Regions from separate parts of the Oryza sativa genome. Here region 2 is linked to region 1. The links are chromatin contacts, called in public HiCAR-type maps. All regions are on one chromosome and are shown on one strand. The core of a region is the stretch at or near the end of the contact, and the rest is flanking DNA. Distances in the headings are between cores, read along the strand shown. Region 1 holds the start of LOC4345900 (dof zinc finger protein MNB1A). Region 2 holds the start of LOC4345934 (tricin synthase 1-like).

Evidence for each region. HiCAR-type assays count read pairs that join an accessible place to other places.
Region 2: a contact with region 1 is called in a HiCAR-type map of leaf, with 2.3 times the contacts expected there. The contact joins the promoter of LOC4345934 here to the promoter of LOC4345900 in region 1. A contact is called at or near these places in 1 of 15 Hi-C or Micro-C datasets (seedling) and 1 of 4 datasets of contacts at active chromatin or transcription factors (leaf).

What each region holds. Positions count from the first base shown.
Region 1 is chr8:24,370,384-24,376,588 of ASM3414082v1, forward strand. LOC4345900 (dof zinc finger protein MNB1A) reads left to right here and starts at 2,472. Exons shown (of 1, transcript XM_015795007.3): 1 at 2,472-3,740. The coding sequence starts at 2,636. The coding sequence ends at 3,466.
Region 2 is chr8:24,725,295-24,731,499 of ASM3414082v1, forward strand. LOC4345934 (tricin synthase 1-like) reads right to left here and starts at 3,089. Exons shown (of 3, transcript NM_001403649.1): 1 at 2,750-3,089; 2 at 2,559-2,638; 3 at 1,630-2,470. The coding sequence starts at 2,848. The coding sequence ends at 1,891.

The DNA.
Region 1 (6,205 bases), core at 1,222-3,721:
CTCTAATTGCAGATCGACAAGGGGATATTGTGATGATAATGATCTAATCGAGGCTCGATCCCAATTTATATCTGTCGATATCTCATCGTCACGTTTGCCGCGACATGCAGGCATATAGCGGAGGAGTACGGCTAATTTAGCAACTTGTTCCGGGTCGTGTTGGAGTAGCATCCATCATCGATCGGTTTTACTACTACTGACGGGGAGGGAATAAGAGCAGGTACTATAGCAGGCTATAAGGCCGCCTTTGAATTGGAGGAAAAATAGAGAAAAAAATAAAAGAATTGAAATCCTACACTATTTATGTCTTTATTCGTAGGAATGAGAAAAGGAAAAATGTAGGAAACTTTTCTAATCCTACAATTCTAAAGTAAAAACGTAGGAAAGTTAACATCTACTCTAACCTCTTGGAAAACTTTTCCTTGAGTCTATTTCTCTCATCTGATTCATGCATTTTTCCTGCGGTCTAATCAAACGGTCATTCCTATATTTTTTCTGTGTTTTCCAATCCTCTATTTTACACTTGCATTCCTATCAAAATCCTGTATTTTTCCTATCCCTCCGGTTTTTCAATCCTGCGATTCAAAAGGGCTCTAAGCCAGCTATAAACATATTTTAAAGAGATAAAAAAGAGAGAGCAGAGCAGCGGGCTACAGATCTGTAGCCAGCTGCAGCACGGATTTCAAGACGTACTGTGTGTATAACAAGTAGTACAAGGTATTAATAGTATAGTAAACAACTATTGTATAAATTAGCTATTACATTGGCTATAGATGATTTAGAGTCAATAGTTGGCTATACTATTAAACTTGCTCTAAGGCCTTCTCTTTCATTCCCGAGAGACCGAGATCATGAGATGTTGTTATCCAGTTTGTGTCGGGGAGCAAACAATGACTGCCCAGCCGATGGGATCATGAGATGTGCGAGAGAGAGAGAGAGAGAGGCAATGTGCCATGCACCAAGCGACGATCGATCGATCGATCCATCGTGCGTGCGTGTGAGCCCCCCACGACGATCGCGGAGAGAGATGAGAGGAACCCAATCCGATCCAGTCCAATCGGATCCGGTCACCACTCCCGACGCGTCGCGTCGCGTCGCTGTCGCCGAGATCGGTGGTGGTCTCCGCGTCGTCTGCGCGCCGAGCCGTTCGCCCGTGTGCGCCGACGCGCAGCGGACGCCGCACAGAGTTTACAAAACCGTACGATAATCTTCTCGGTTCTTAAGACCACGATATATCCGTACGATAATCTTCTCGGTTCCTAAGACCACGATATATCTCACGGTAACCGCTAAACCGTGAGACGACGGTAAAGCTCGTCCTAAACAATCCGATGGATTGCGTTGCGCGGCGGCGACGCGGGCAGCATTGGCGCGGCGCGGCGAGAGGCGGGGGGGATTCGTTCGGTTGCGTGATGCGGCGCGGCAGAGGACAGCAGCAAGGGTGGGGTTGGGTGTGGGGGCCGCGTGCGTGCGGCGACCGAGACCACCGTCCATGGCCCGGGCGGGGGCCATGTGCTCGGCCGGGGAGGGGTTGGCCCACGGGCGTACGGCCCATCCCGTTCTGATCCAGTGAAATCCAGGCAGCTCGGCCCCACGCGCCGCGGTCTCGCTACTGCGCCAGTGTACTACTACTGTACCACCTTGCCGGATTCGATTTCGTCGCATGTTTTTTTCATACGAGGTGGTATCCTCTCACTCTCACCCTCATCCACAGCTGGGCCGGTGAAACTTTGAATTTGAAGTGCACTTGTTGCAACAAAACGTTTAAATTTTTCGTATTATTTCAAACGTTAGGAGGGGCTCAAAGAAGTCTCGGGTGATTTGAACTGCTCGGCGGCAGCGGGAGCTGATAGGTCGGCGTCGCGTTGAAACGGCTCGTTTGGTTTTTTTATTGGGTTTCGGTGGATTCGCGTCGTTGGGTTTGGCCGCTGGGAGCGGGCAGGCAGGCGTCAACAGGGGTGGGGCCCGCACACCGGCGTACGAGGTGGACCCCACTGGACAGACAGCTGCTTGCCTCACGAAGCATGGCTGCCCAACTAATGCCGTCCGCCCACGTGGCCAACCCGCGACCACCCGCGCCGGTGGCCGACACGGCGCATAGTTCCGTGCCCGAGACGATAAGTCCATCCGTCCGAACGGCTCCTCACCCGCCGTGAACCCAACCCACATCCGCTGACGCGTGGGCCACCACGGTGGTTGCCGCCGCCCGCGTCATCGACGCGAGGAGGGGGGGTGGTAAGTGGGTGGTGGGCCCCACAGGTCGGTCGCTGTCGTCCTCCCCCCTTCGCTAGGCGCCACGCCGGCGTACGGCGGCGCTAATCGCGGTTAACTGTACAAAATCATGGCCGATCTCGCACGGTGGACGTCGCTGACAGGTGGGACCCGTGGACAGGATGAACCGACCGCTGACCCGTGGGCCCCTGGGGGGCGGTGGTGGCGGTATGTATAGGAGTGGGGAGAGTGTACCTCGTGTAACCACCTTCGTCGTCACCGCGACTGCGACCATAAGAGACTCCCGCTTCCGCCAACCGCCCACCACCCGTTCGACCATTTGCTTGCCCCCGCTCCTCGGTTCCTCCCGACTCCACCGGCGCGCGCGCGCGGAGGGACCAGAGCAGCCACGGCGCCGCCGCGCATGCAGGAGCAGCAGCCGGAGACCGGCCGCCGGCCGGCGCAGCAGTTCGCCACCGTCGACCTGCGCCGTCCCAAGGGCTACGCGGCGGCTCCCGCGACGCCACAGCCTGGTTCGGCTGCGACTGCTGCTGCCGCCGCTGGCCCGGCTGCGACGGCGGCAGCGGCGGCGGCGGGGGAGGGTGACCCGTGCCCGCGGTGCGAGTCGCGGGACACCAAATTCTGCTACTACAACAACTACAACACCTCCCAGCCCCGGCACTTCTGCAAGTGTTGCCGCCGCTACTGGACCAAGGGTGGCACGCTCCGCAACGTCCCCGTCGGCGGCGGCACGCGCAAGAAGTCCTCGTCTTCGTCGTCGTCGTCTTCCTCGTCATCCGCCGCCGCCGCAGCACCCGCCGCCAAGCGCCAGAAGACGTCGAAGAAGCGCCGCGTCACGACTCCCGAGCCCCTCGCCGCCACCACCCCCGTCCTCACCGAAGCCGCCGCTGACTCCGCCGCCAAGACGACGACCGAAGCTACGTCGGAGAAGAAGACGACGACTTCCACAACGACGACGACACCGCCGGCGCCTGACACCACGAGCGAGATCACCACGGAGCTCGTCGTCCCGGCCGTGGAGGAGGACTCGTTCACGGACCTCCTGCAGCCGGACTCCGCCGCCGTCACCCTCGGCCTCGACTTCTCCGACTACCCGTCCATCACCAAGAGTCTGGCCGACCCGGACCTGCACTTCGAGTGGCCGCCGCCGGCGTTCGACATGGCGTCCTACTGGCCGGCCGGCGCCGGGTTCGCCGACCCGGACCCGACCGCCGTGTTCCTCAACCTCCCATGAGCCCACTCGCCCGGCGGCGGCGGCGGCGGCTCAGGTGGGTGTGGGGGTTTCCAACTACACCCGATGATGATTTCATCAGTTTCCGATTAATTAGTAAATTGCGCGTGGGGTATATGGTGAAAATGATGACGTTAATCTTAGCTTTTTGAGATTAGTGGCCGTGTTTTACTCTCGAGAGGGGCTAACTCAACCAAGTTTGGGTTGTTTTTCATGTGTATAACTCCTATCAAGGCTTGGGCTTTTTTTTTTCATACAATGGTCCTGCTATTTTCTACTCCATTTCTCTACAGCTTTTATTATTGTTTCTGAAAATCTCTTCAAAAGTCATCCCTGTTGCATAGTCGCAGTAGTACCATCCTTCGTCACACGATGAAAACAAGTGCTTTTCTTGAAATTTTCGAGCGTTACGATGAAGTCGTCAAGATGTTCATGTGGCTGAGGGGACTTGTTAGGGCAGTTTTCCGTGTGGCGTTGAGCCGTGCGAGCCACGACGAGTTGTTGATGCGTGGGTGATTCTCGGCGGTTTGTAGCCGCGGATGGGGTGGGGTGGAGTACGAGTAGTGGGCGTGATTCGGAGCGTGGCGTTTGGGGCGGCGGGGCAATGGCATCCGATTCCACGGGGGGGCGTGGCGGAATCGCTGTCGTGCGCGCATCTCCCCGGGCATCGCGTGATGGATCGGTCGCCAGCCACCGTGTAGCGGCAGCGGCCGCCCCGGGGGCCCCGGGAATAATTGCGTCCAGTGCAGCAGCCAGCCAAGCCGTTTGCCGCCCCGCCGATGCGAGCGTGATGAGACGACGACGAGAGTACACCGAGTACGAGACCACTTGCGTTGCCGCCTCGTACGCGAGCGAGCGCGTGAGGTGAGGAGGACGTGTCGCGCTCGGGGGGGGGGGGGGGGGGGGGGGGGGGGTGGCGTTGGTTCGGTTGGGCGTCGCGGTCGGAGGGGTTAAAAATGGTGGGTGCCCGATCGGTGGAGGCCCCCGACCCCCACCTGCGGGCGCGCGCCCGTGACCCCTCCCGTCCCAGTCCCAGCGGCGACCGCGACGGGGCCGCGTGCGCGTCGGGGTCAAAATCGGAGGGTTGCCGCCGCGACGAGGCGCGCGGGGGGTGCTATTGCAAGTAGTAGTAGTACATGCGACCACACCAGCGAACGAGCCGTGTCGCGCCGAGCCGAGGCGCCGTGAAGCGTGGCGTGTCGTGCGCGCTGTCGGTACCACACGCACGCTCCGCATAATAATTATATAAGGTTTTAACTATGAACGAGACGGTGACGCGACGGGTAGTAGTAATCCCTCCGTTTTTAATAGAGGATTCTGTTAACTTTAAACATATATTTAACCATTCGTATTATTTAAAAGTATAAGATATAACACATTTAATACTTTAAGTGATATAAAAACCTCATAACAAAAATAAATTATAATTACATAATTTTGAAAATAAAATATATAATTAAACGTGTTAACAATATCATCTATTTAAAAAACTGATGTACTATGCGTGCGTGTTGCCGGCGGGAGTGGTTCGCGACGCGACGGCGACGTGGCCGTGGGATGGAGTTTGAGCTGTGGGGCTCTGGTTGGAGCAGGGGTCGGTGAACTCGGGTTCCCGATGGGATTAGGCGTTTTTATAATGATGCCAATGCGATTCGACAGGTACTCGACGGTGGTTTGCTGACAGGTTCTCTGCTTCGATAGGAAATTAGATTATGCATTTCGCACTAATCGATCGGCCTAACTTCGGCGCCGTCTGCTTCGTGCCCATTGACGGGTACTGCAGTGGTAGGAGTGTGGGGACGACGGAGGCAATGGTCCTATTTAGATTCTAACTTTTTTCTTAAAATTTCTAAATTTTTCGTTACATCGAACTTTCTTACACAAACAAACTTCTAATTTTTTATCACATCGTTTTAAATTATTCGAACTTTTAATTTTAACGTGGAACTATACACAGCCAATACTACTCTCCACTGACGATGAACAGTTGTACCAGTACATCGATGAGGTACAGTGGACGTACATCGGTACAGGGGTGGCAAATGGACGGCGTCCAACGAAGAGCACTGTAGGCGCCGACAGTCAATGTGGTAGGCGGTGAAGGTGTGTCCTGCTGGCTGCTGCTCTGCTCTGACGCGACGCATAGTGCGTGTGGTTAAGGCCGAGCAGTGCAGTGGTGCAGGCGCAGGGCAGTTCAGAAAACGTGCCATCTTTCAGATGCCCACTGGTCTTGAAGTAATGGAGATGTCTATGGACTATGGGTACAGCACCTTCATTTTTCACGAGATGAAAACGATCTTATCCTTCTGTAATGTCTAAACCATGGTCTAACCGCTCCAATTCTCGTCTGGGCTGTCGCTCCGTGCACTGGCCCTCTTGCGGTCTCGCCATCCTGCCACCAACCCCGGCCTCACCGTCATCGAAGAAGATAGAAGAGCCTTTAGCAATTTGACAGTAAACCCCTTTAGCAATTTTACGAATTTTAGATCGTCCGATTACTTAACAAATCTCTAAAACCCTTTTCCTTCTTCCACCTCCCAACACGTCATCGCGCCGCTTCCGCTCACCAGCACGTGATCCGCACTGCCTCCGCCACTGCCGCCCAACCTCGCCGGCTAGCTGAAAGGGATCAACGACGCCGGCTAGCTGAAAGGGATCAACGACGCCGGTGAGGCCCCCTAGCCGATCTCCTCCCCCTTCATCTATACCCCCACCTTCTCTTCCCTAAATAGGCTGCAAGAA
Region 2 (6,205 bases), core at 1,839-4,338, 360 kb after region 1:
CTTTCCCCCTCTCTTCCCCGCTGCCGCTCGTTGCCATCGTGGCCTTCGGCTCCTCTACCACCTCACCGCCTACAGCTCTGCCCAAGGGTGGAAAGGGGAATACAGATGTGGGGAGCGGTGTCCACAAGCTACGGCGTCTCCTCGCTTGGTTCCTCTGCCAAAAGTCACCAGGAGCGCGTCTCCTGGGAGAAAACGTGCGCCTCTCCAGGGGCACGGCACAAACGCGAAAGATAACGGTGTAATACTAAACGTTATTATTGCACGATAACCTTCCAATAGCACGAGCCAAGGTAACCGTTATCTTTCATGCCCCCTGGTAGAAAACACGCGCCTCTCCAGGAGCACGAGCCAAGGATACCCATTGCTCATGCTCTAATAACCTACCAATAGCTGGTGCAAACGTGCAAAGTTGGTGGAAGCTACCAGAACAACCTACCCAGGGCACTCTTCAAGTATAAAATGTAACGGATATATAATGTAAATTCAAAACTTTTGTTAATTTTTTTAATACAATTGTTTTTATATGGATGAGTATACGTATTTGCATTTGTACTATATTTTTTTACGCGTATTTGCATTTGTACTATGTTTCTTTAAAGAAAAGGTTACTAATTCTGACTAGGAACTGGTGATTTTCTGGTATGTCTAGGCCTGTTTGGAGAGTTTAAGATTTTGAGAATCAGCTGTTTGGTAGCCAACTTCTAAGTCTGGAAAAGTTAGTTTTCCAGTTTCTGGCTTCTAGTTTATTTTTTTGATTTTACAACCACATCTTCTCAGAATTTAAACTAAAAGCTGGATGGTTTGGGAGAGTTTTTGATTCTGGGAGAAGCTACAGAAACTCCTCCAAACGTACATAGGGTCTTGTTTGGGAGCTTAAGATTCTGAGTAGTAGCTGGCTGCTAGTTTATTTTTTTATTCTACAACTACAACTTCTTATAGCTGAATCAACTAGAAACTCCTCTAACCAAAGCCATATATAGTCTGTAGTCTGGTTCTACGGGCCCGGCTTCTGCTGTAGGCGGACAGGTCAGGGCAGATCGGCCGAATAGCGTAGACGGCGCCTCTCTCGGCCCTCGCGGCGGCCACCACAAATTGCCCCGAACGTCCGACGTAACCGGGCCACGTTCCGCGGGCCAGCGCTTGCGGTAAATTGCTTCTCCCGTCCCTCCCACGCGACGCCTCCCGCTCCCGTGCCGGCAACCGATGGGTGGTCGTGCCACACTGCCGCCTGCAACTGCAAGGTGGGGGACACTGCGCACAACCGCACCCGTCGTGGGCTCGTGATGGTCAGCCTGGTTGGGGGTGGGCGGGTGCGGTTGGAGTTGGAGAACCTGCTGCGATGCGAGATGCCACCATCCCGGCCAGCACGCTACCCAACGCCATAGGGCCGCCACCGCACGTCTCCTGTCTCCACCCTCTCCTATCCCATCATGCTGGCACATGCCGCTGTCGACGCCGACGCCCCTTCCCCATCCAGCCTGCCTTGCTTGCCATGTCCTACTACTACCACTAGTAGCAGTAAAAGCCTGCACAGTGCAGCTCTGCAGATCGAGGACAGTCTGTTCATTTTGGGCCCAGTAGTCATCTTGCAGATGAGATCAAAATCCGCAACCAACATGACACGGTGAGTAGAGTAGCAACCATGGAAAGAGATGTTGCACTTATCAACATGTAGTACAGTAACAACCATCATCAAATGTCCCTACAACTCCGTCTCTCTCATGCTCGAAGAATATAATAATCTCATTGATTGAAACACGTATAGGAAAATTTAAGCGGCAATTAAGGAAGTAATAGTATAGTTGTAGCAGTAGAAGAGTACAGCAACACACGTTAATTAATCACGCGAGAGCGATGGATGGATCGGCCGGTAAGGTCTCGGTCTCGACCTCACACGAGGCGGCGGCAGATGGTGATGCCGTCGGCGATGGCGAGCTGGCAGACGTCGATGCGCGGGTCGGCGGCGAGCCTGGAGTTGAGGTCCCTGATGGCGACGGAGAACCTCCGGTCCAGGTCCGACAGCGGCGTGTCCGGCGGCAGCGCCACCGTGCCGGCCCACAGCGTGTTGTCGTACACGATGTGCCCGCCGACGCGCACCAGCTGCAGCAGCTGCTCGTGGTACTTGACGTAGTTGGGCTTGTCCGCGTCCACGAACGCGAAGTCGAACGCCGCCTCGCGCCCCGCCGCCGCCTCCTCGGCGAGCAGCTCGTCCAGCTTCTCCAGCCCCTTCCCCTCGCGGAAGTCCACCTTGTGCGCCACCCCGGCCTTCTCCAAGAACGGCCGCCCGATCTCGTAGCTCTCCCTGTCCGGGTCGATCGCCACCACCTTCCCGTCCTCCGGCAGCGCCAGCGCCGTCGCCAGCAGCGAGTAGCCGGTGAAGACACCCACCTCGATTGTCCTCTTCGCTCCGGCCATCTTCAGCAGCATCCCCAGCAGCTGCGCCTCATCCGCCGACGACTGCATGAACCCCCTGCATGAATTAATGGGCTAATTAGTTAATCAACCCCAAGATCTAGCTTAATTAAGCAGATTAATTAGCAGAGATCGTGGTTTCTTACCACTGGTGCTTGTCCGTGATGAGGCGCAGATCGCGCATGCACTCCGGCTCCCGTGGCAGCACCGTCGTGTCCAGGACATACTGCAAGTTCACCGGCGACGAACACAGCAACCATCAGCAAATTAATTAAAACAGAGAGATCATCCTAAACACAATCCGGCGAGCTGATCAAGAATCATCAGCAGCACGTACCTTGTACAGGGCGTCGCTCTTGAGCAGCGTCTTGTTGGTGCTGTCGATGTCGCTGTGGGCGTTCTTGATCACCGGTGCGTCGCCATTGCCGGTCGTCATGGCGATGAGATCTTCCTCCGTTTGAGCTGTTGCTGCTTGAGCTGCTGGTGGTGGTGCGAGTCGATTGGTTGGGTCGTCAACCGAGAGCTCCGGCGAGCAATATTTATCGGCTCACGAGAGCAGGGTTGGTGGCGCCACCAAACACCCGGTCTTTTTTCCTCCCTTCCTTTTCAAAAAATAAATTAGCAATCGATCGATCGCACGGTGACCTGGTTGTTGAGCCACCAAACGTAGTGGCCATGATCAGTGCCCAAAAAAAGGGTATTTTATAAGCGTTAATTTGGTCTTCCCGTTGAGACGGTCCAGTAAACTGAACATTATTACAGTACTCAGTACTACATGTACTACTTCATGCATGATGCATGTGAAATTTTTGTTTTTTTTCCCCTCTCTTTCTTCTTCTTCCTACCACCACCACCTGCCGCGACCTAACCTGCTTTCGTCGTGGTTTGGTTAAAGAAAGGGATCGCACGCTTTTGTCCACCCTGTTTATCCCAATATTATTCCGCCTGCTTAAAATTATTTTGCCCAGGGAAGAAGAAGAAGCTTCAGCGAAAACGGCTTCTACAAAGCTGCGACAGGTAGTACTAGTAGTACAGTAGCAACCACCAGCTCACCACGATTTACCTGTGATGGAAATGATTAATGAGTGGTGCTGCGACTTATAATTAAGAAATGCAGTAGCACTCCATTAGTTTAAATTTGAGATCGTGTTCTGAATGTATTTTTGGGAGAAAAATAACCAGGAGAAAGCTCGGAGCTGTCACGAAGATGGATGGATCTAGTAGGCGCTTCCATTGATTTGGGCACAGTGAATTTTCTGGTGGCGACTGTGGATGGGCAGCCAAAAAAGGAGTCAAAACAGGGTTGCTACTGTCCGAAGACTCCTAACCCTACATCTAGGATGTTGTCTATGTCATTAACTATATTATTATTTACTAGAACTTTTAACTTATGTGACATTATATTAATTAAGAGAGAGTGGAGAGAAGAAGAAACTGGGTCTCATGTAAGAAACAGCTTCAACACGAGAACCTATGCACTAGACATTATCAAGTTTTACATTGGGAGAAAATAGTGCCGTCATAATAGATAAAGAATAAATATGATTGATAGAAAAGATAGATGATGTATTTATTAATGACCCACTTTAAGAAACTATGGGTTGTGGAGTGTAGTTTCTATTATGATGTCTTATTGACATGGCACCATAGACACTACTTATGAATACTATGGCTTGGGACTGCCCCTGAGAGGATGCAACAATTGCAGGTCGCTACCGCGACCAGAGGAGGGAGCACGCAACAAACGTTTTTGTGACACACTAGCAGGGGCCCAACGGCTGACTTCCTTCCGTCCACACGCCAATCACCAAACGCACGCTGGTAGAGTAGTCGTATGCGGTTGGAACAGTAGATGTACAACATCATTGGACCGAGTACAGTACAGCGACGACAATAGCATATCCCATTAACCCTCCATTAATTACGGAACCCAAAATCGTAGTCGAATCGATCGATTTTGCACCTCGAACATCATGATGGTCGTGTTGTGAGCTTATAGTACTCATTTCCGTCCCAAAATATAATTATTTTTAACATAGTAATAAGTCAAATATTTTTAATTTTGATTATTAATAGCAAAAAAGAATCAATCATACAAAATTGATGTTATTAGGTTTATTATTAAACAAACTATCATAATATGTAACTCTTTTTATTTAAAATATTTTATTTTTATATAGATATTTGTTGATCAAAGTAGTATGTCGGCGACCGTGTAATTTTGGAACGGAGGGAATACTTCATTCTCCCTTCACCAAACTCAATATATACACCTAGTAGGCCCACTGACAGGGACACACACCAACCCTCCAGTTATCGTTGAAACGACCAGAAAAAGCTATGGATGGGTGCACCGTGCACCTGGACGATTGGTTGGCGCGAATTCGTCCGTCGCGCGTGCGATGCGAGAGAAGAAGGCTCCGATCGGGGCATTGCTGGTGGCGCGCCGCATCGATCGATGGGGCCAAAATTACGAGGACGATTGGCGGGCGGGTCGCCGTCGCTCGGGTCACCGGAGTCCACAACTCTCGCAGAGTGGCAAGGGTGGGGTGGGGGTGGGGGTGGTGGTGCCCTGGTGGGCCGAGTGGCCCACGACGACGTTATCGCCGGTGGGTGTAAGTCGGGAGGGCACTGATTGGCTCGTCCGGAGTCTGGTCATTACCGAATGTTACTAGATTTGACACAGTACTTTTGTTTGTCTCATAGTAGTATTGATTTCGAGCCTCTCACACTGTGGTACTTCCTCCATACATAATACTTTATCCGTTTTATAAAAAACCAGCTATAAATCTAAACATAGGCTATATCCTGATTAATAGCTAGAAGTTAATCTTTTTAGTCAGAGGAAGTATATCATAATATTATAAATGTGAACAAATTTCCTATCCAAATTATACCTCTTATCTATCTATTTATTAAAATATTGTTTTCTAGTACTTGATAAAAAACAATTTAGGTTTTCTCATTATTATTTTTTCCATAGAATATTGAAAATCAATTTATTTTGAAGAATCCCTGGCAACTCTTATGGGAACATGAGAGAACACTTGATAGTGGCTCGCACGAAGGAATAACAAATGAGATCGCGCTATTCATGACCCAGGGAAAGCTTCTTGCGGTTAATTAGCAACATCTATGACTAGCTAGTGGCTATTCCTTTGACGAAGCTGGTGGTGGGATCAAGTAGCAGCATCTATGATTGACTTACATAGATCTAGTGGCTCTTGCGGTTTCGCCGGTCTTCGCATCCGGGCATCTGCCGATCTTCGGGGGTAGGTGGTTGGTGAATGAAAAAACGAATTGTGTTATTTTTTTTTAAAAAAAAAGAGTTGCGTGGAAATGTAAAATACTTGTAGGTAGATATCCCCTTCACCCTAAAATAAAGCTATTTCGATCACTCAGTTTTTTCTTTTCAAATGAAGCTATTTTCTCATATATCTATCATTTCAACGAATCACAATCATCTTTTATTTTATTTCTTCATCCAATTTCTTTTACCAATCATAATGTTTCCTGATCATTTTTTACATTTTTCAAGTAGATGTGGGGTCCTGAGCGAAGTTGACCCCACTGCTACTTGTGGAATTGCCAGTAAGGCGTCAATTTGGCGCGACAATTGCAGCTTTCTCCAAGAGGACATGCCAAACTTGACAACAACATTTCCGTAAGATGCTAGAGTGCAGTTGTCACTTGCATATACAGCAGGGAGAAATGATGACGAGGTTTTTGGCTTACTGTATTAGCATTAGGACGTTTAGTTCACGCTAAAATTGAAAGTTTGATCGAAATTGGA